Regions from separate parts of the Hordeum vulgare genome. Here region 1 is linked to region 2. A link is a contact called in public Hi-C data. All regions are on one chromosome and are shown on one strand. The core of a region is the stretch at or near the end of the contact, and the rest is flanking DNA. Distances in the headings are between cores, read along the strand shown. Region 1 has its middle 100 kb from the start of LOC123424717. Region 2 has its middle 3.4 kb from the start of LOC123425268.

Region 1 (2,880 bases), core at 347-2,846, 140 kb after region 2:
TACGTGCGTGCATTCAATCCAAGCCAGGACGAGCCAGCGCTATGGCTGACTATGGACGTGCGCTAGCCCTATCTCATGCTCTAGTCCATACGTACATGCATCAAGTTCCATGCCTGGCCATGCCTATCGTGCGCAGCCTGCCGCTTGGAGCGTTGGCGGTAGGTCACACCTGCGCGGCCGACCGCCTCGCCGGGTGGCGGCAGGGCCTAGCCGCCTCGGCCCGTGGCGACAGGTGCCATGCGACATCCGGCGCGCGTGCCGTCATGAGAAGTGGGGGTCTTTTTTCGTATTTCATACCGTATTTGGTCTTTTTTGACAATAACACTCGGTTAATGGTCTTTTTGAACATAAATTCTATATTTTATATATTTAATACTTTTTATATTTAAGTGGTGTTTCTTTTCAAGAGACTAGACTTTTTTTTAGTCTCAGAGACTAAAGAAAAAAGTTCTTTTAATAGAGACTTTTTCTAGTACCTTCAGAAAAAGTCCCTCCTATTTCTTTACCTAGGGACTAAAAGGGACTTTTTAGTCTAGTCACTAGTTAAAGAAACACCATCTTATATGTTTTGCTATAATATTGGTCAAATATAAACAATGTTTGACTGTTTTAAACACTAATGCACCTTATATTCTGGCCGGTGCGCCGGTCGAACCGTTCGGCCGGCCGCGTGCACGCGACCCGCGCGCTGAGTGCTGACTAGGCATGCAACATTTTTCCGTCTAAAATGTTGCAATCAACATCGTATTTGCTGCAAGTGTTTTTATTTGCTACATTTGTCCAGTAAAAAAAGTTGGATATACGTTTAGTTACAACTCCAGTTCGTCGAATTTTTCGTTACAATCGATGTTTTTTTTACTTTTGCTACAATCGTGTTAATTTTTCCTACAACCGACATCTTTTTTGCTGCAACCGTTCACTAAAAAAGTTGTATACACGTTCACGTAGATATTTGTTACAACCGGCGTTTGACTTTTGCTACCACACACCATTAACTTTGTTTTTCTGCTACGATCATGTAGATATTTTTTTTGCTACAATTTTTTTTGTTGAAATCGTTGAAAAAATTGCTGCATTTCGTCGAGTTTTTGCTGCATCGGAAGAAAAAATGTTGCATGAAGATTCAACATGCGGACGCGGGGGCTGGTGGATCGTGCGGCCCGCGCGTCGACGCAGAACACTGAGTAATGGAGGAAGTATTCTACCCGTCCGGAATTACTTGTCGTAAAAATGGATGTATCTAAAACTAAAATACATCTAAATATATTCATTCCTCGGACAAGTATTTTCGAACCAAGGAAGTATTTGCAATGCCAAATGTTGGCATCAAACCAGTTTTAGAGTAAGAGTGTCAGCTCTCTGTGTATTTTCAATTAGTGTGCTGTGTGCCAGAATATCTCTTTTTTATCGAGGAATTGGAATCTGACCGGGATGCTCTGATAAAGTTTCCTTCTTCGCCGAAAATAGGGAGCATATATGATTAGCGACTGCTTCTGACGATTTGTGTGTCCTTGTATTTTCTTTTGAGGGATATTTGTGTCCTTGATACGTGTCCTTGAGTTTGGTGTGAAAGGCCTGAAAGTCCAACGAACATACTGGGCCGCTCAGCTGAAGGCCTCATCCCTCTGGAAGGAAAAAAAAAAGACACCGATGATCCTGGACTCTGTACGAACCGCCAATGCAACGCAACACGTACTGAGTTCGTTCAACCAAAACAAACCGACTCGGCATCAGATCCATATATCCATCCTGCTGCGCCCCGCCGCCGACGCCGATCATCTCTCTACTTGCACCATGGCCGCCGCCGACGCCGACGCCGACGCCCTCAACCTCAACAGCAGTCGATGGTCCAGCCACCACGACCGCTTCGACAACTTCTTCCGCCGCGGCAAGGCCGCCCTAGCCAGCCGCCGCTGTTGACTTTTCACTTTCAGGATCGATCACATCAAATCACACGAACACACGCGCAGAAAAACTTATAGCCAAGGGCACATGTCGTGCCCCTCTTTTCTTTCTTTTTATTCCTCAATATTTTTCACGGTACAAAACTCACGTAGACCTGCTGCATATATATAATGTAGAAGCCGACACCGACCAACACAAACCCAATCTATAGATGCTAGGACTTCAGCACAAACCGGACTCGGCCTCTAACCAAGACCAATTATACTACTCCGAACCGGACTCAACATGGACACAACCAAGATTTCCTAACGTAGTGCACCTAGCCTAATCACCGGCCACCCCGATCACGATTAGCCTAAACTGACAAGGACAAACTAGTACAGCATATCCTAACATGTACTTTTAATACATGGAAACTAACTTAACCATAAGGAATGTTTGGATTATTTCAACAGCCGCCGCGAGACGGCGCTCAAGAAGCTTACGCTCTACCTGTGTCCTTGTATTTTTTTTTTTAGGGATATTTGTGTCCTTGATACGTGTCCTTGAGTTTGGTGTGAAAGGCCAACGAACATTCTGGGCCGTTCAGCTGAAGGCCTCATCCCTCTCTGGAAGGCGAAAAAAACACCAGTCGGCAGGTACCACGACGGGGAACCGCAGTGCGATGCCCGGGTCGCCGGCCTCCTCCTCGACCCCGCCTCGCCGCCGAGCATTCCTACCGGAGCTTCTACGTCCCGCCGCTGGCCTCCCTGCCGTGCGCCGCCACCACGCTCCGGGTGCTGGAGCTCGACTCCTGCGGCCTCGAGCCGTCCGCCCAGGCGCAGCTCGCTTTGCCGCGCCTCACGGATCTCACCCTGCGCAACTGCACTTACTTGCAGGGGTATCTGCAGATCATGGTCGACGCCGCGCCGGCCCTCACCACGCTCTCGCTGGTGGATGTGACCAACAAGCCGCCCAAGCCGGTCACTTCCGAAT
Region 2 (2,974 bases), core at 149-2,648:
GGGCTCTGACCTGATGGTAGCTGACGCTGCCCCTGTTCAACAGGTTGGTTGTTCGTATCAAGCTGGCGTTTAATTTTTGTTCCTTTTAATTATTTATTTAATTCGATGAAAGTTCCAAACGAGGTGGAAATTTGCAAACGAAAAAAAAATCTGTCGCAGGAAACTTTTCCCTTGCAAAAAAGGGTTTTCATGTGATTACTTACAACTGAGGGGGGGTTTCTGCAATAAAAATGCCACATGGGCACCTCACAGACGGGCCTCGCTTATCAAATACACCGTCAATACACTGTTATACGCATTTTAGACCATTTTTTTTAACGTATAGCCCTAAACTTACTATTGACATGTAAAAGTTATCAAAAGTGGTACCAATCCGCACGTATTGCCCTAATTATGGTACTTTCATGCAATTAACTCAGCCTTCGGACTGGCGGGTTGTGAATCTTGACGATGTCGCAGGAAGAAGGATCTTGACGGGGGGACGTCGAGTAAGGCAAACTCGAGAAGGAGCCACTAGTTTTGCCGCTGTTTTGCTTTCCTGACTACGCAAACAACGACATTTGCAACCTTGGTGCCCCCGCGTCGCTCTTCCTGGCGACTCGGGGGCGAACCCAAGCGCCGCCACTCAGCCACCCCCTCCCATCCCCCGTCTTGCCGTCGCCAGAGGTTCCGACCAGCGAAGCTCGGCACTTCTTCGGCGAGGCACTTCTTCGGCGGGCGTTTGGAGCTGCAGCTCGCCTCGGCCGGCTCTGGCCAGGGGGCGTGACGGAGGCGGGTCGACGTCCTCAAACGCTCCGGTCGGACATGGTCCTCACGCAGCGTGATGAGGCTGCGCACGCGGGGCTGCTCGGCACGCCCTGTCACAGGAGGGTGCTCCCACGCCCTGTTCGGCGGCGCGATCCGGTGGCCAGGGGTCGAGGTCCGGTGGATGGTTTCCCCGGCGGCGGCTCCAGGCGGGATGGGTGGATCCGGTGGCCTCATTGCCTCGTTTTTTCTGTCCTGGCCAACCTCGTTGTGGTGGGGTGGCAGCCCCCTCCCCCCCCCCCCCCCCCCCCCCCCGGTCCACTGCTTGATGGCTTCTTCTGGCCTGCCTATGCGGGCCATGGGCTGCGCGGCGGTGGTGCTGCTCGACTTCGTCGGCGGCAAGGTTTCGGTGCTCGGTGGCGGGGCTGCTCGGAGGTCTAGATGGCGGGGGTCCTCCGCGCGTGCCGCTCGCTCGGTACGGGGGAGGATGGAGGTGTGTGGCTGTTCTGCCCCGCGGCCGGTTTGGATTGTTGTGCGGCGCGGCTGCTGCTGGCTTTGGTTCTCGCCATCCGAAGGTTCCGATGGTGTAGTGCATTCACTCCACGAGTCGCCAGATCTGCATCCCGGCTGGTTTGGACCTGCCAAACCAGGATCTCGACGTTAGGGTGGCTCATGCTCAATGACATGGTGGCAGCTCATCTCGGAGGCACGTCTATGTGTGGAACACGACAGGCGGCTGGTGGCGGTGGTTCGGTCACGCGGCTGATGGTGGGGCCAACTGGTTTGGTCTATGGAGGACAATGCCAGGCGAAAGTCTGTCTGTGGCCATGGTCGAAGCCGGCAGCAGCGGCGTGTGCGGGCGTCGTTGCCTTCTTGAAGGCGCTGTTGTGGTGATGTGCTCCTCTCCCTTAGCATCTCCTGCTCCGAGGAAAACCTTAGATCTATGCTCTCGCAGATCGGTTGATGGCGGCACATTGCGTCATTCCCCTCTTGTGGGCATCATTTTTGGAGCATGGATTAGCCGGAGGGACCAGCGGAGTTGTGGTGGAGGTGGTGCGACTGCTTGGAGTCGACTGTGGTTGTTCAGCGTTGGTGTTCTTTGGGGCTAGGCGAAATCCATTACATATACATGAAATCCATCACATATACATATATACAAACTTTTATACTTGGAATCCATCACATATACATGGATTGCTTCTAGCCACAATCAACCATATGTGGCTGACTTTTATAAAAGTGGTATGAATATATCTACATTTATCACATTTTGATAGGCAAGATAAATGTCCTGTTTTTAATTTTGGTGAGACGACCCTAAAACTTATTGACAAAAAAATGACAACGAGGGGAGATGGAAGATTGATATTATATTAGGAACAAGGCCTATAGTTTGGAACAAATCTCGAAGTGCTTAATTAGGAAAAATCAAATGTATAAGCACCATGCACATCAAATTTAGGATATGTGCAAGAACAAATAGAGGATCAGTGCCAATCTGCATGGTCAATTTTTCCTACGGATAACTCCATATCTTTAAATGGCACCTTAAATTAATCTAGCATCTTAAATTTGACATAAAAATACATATTCATATTTTTATGTTGATCATTAATTTTACCAACAAAATGTGAGTCATATGTTATAAAAAGTATGCCATTAGATGCATATTTTATAGAACTTTTCAATAATCTATTGTTTGATGAAATATATCTCATATATTATTGATCAAAATTACAATTCAAAGCTTGACACGAAAAACGAAGTGGCGTTGTATATAAAAATGAAGGGAGTAACATAAACAACATAATACAAATCTGTCTAGTCGCGCAAATGTGCGGGTCACAATGCTAATTCCTTCTAATCAAGGAAGCCCACCGTTTGGACAAATTATTCAATTCTTTGTATAGGATTGAACCCTCAACAAGACAACAACAGCCATATCAGTATTGTACCTTAGCACCTACGAAAGGATTGGCTAGCTGGTGCACCCGAAAGCCACTAGTGTCCGGCAGGTTCATCCGCCGGAACGCCTCGTGCCTCCATCTCGTGAGCTTGACCAAGAGGTGATCAGGCCAGAATTGGTCCCCATCCTCAACGTGCATCTCCTCGAGCACCATGGCCTTCTCGACGAGGAACCTGGCCAGCTGCACCTGGAAGCAGTTGTGCTCCTTGGACTTGAACTGCAGCGTCACCTTCCGCAGGCTCGTCCTCAGGCAGTCGAACGCGC

What was found. A called contact is a pair of places that touch in the nucleus more often than the background predicts.
Region 1: a Hi-C map of seedling shows a contact between it and region 2, with 2.3 times the contacts expected there. The contact joins two enhancer-like sites. A contact is called at or near these places in 2 of 6 Hi-C or Micro-C datasets (leaf and seedling) and 1 of 1 datasets of contacts at active chromatin or transcription factors (embryo).

Annotation. Positions count from the first base shown.
Region 1 is chr2H:40,313,510-40,316,389 of MorexV3_pseudomolecules_assembly, forward strand. No RefSeq gene overlaps it. Among protein-coding and RNA genes, the nearest start is that of LOC123424717, 100 kb to the left of the region's middle. Within about 2 kb of position 1,597, at least 2 of the 3 cell types and tissues checked have open chromatin away from gene starts, as enhancers often do. A contact at or near this core is called in seedling, where this site is marked.
Region 2 is chr2H:40,169,658-40,172,631 of MorexV3_pseudomolecules_assembly, forward strand. No RefSeq gene overlaps it. Among protein-coding and RNA genes, the nearest start is that of LOC123425268, 3.4 kb to the left of the region's middle. Within about 2 kb of position 1,399, at least 2 of the 3 cell types and tissues checked have open chromatin away from gene starts, as enhancers often do. A contact at or near this core is called in seedling, where this site is marked.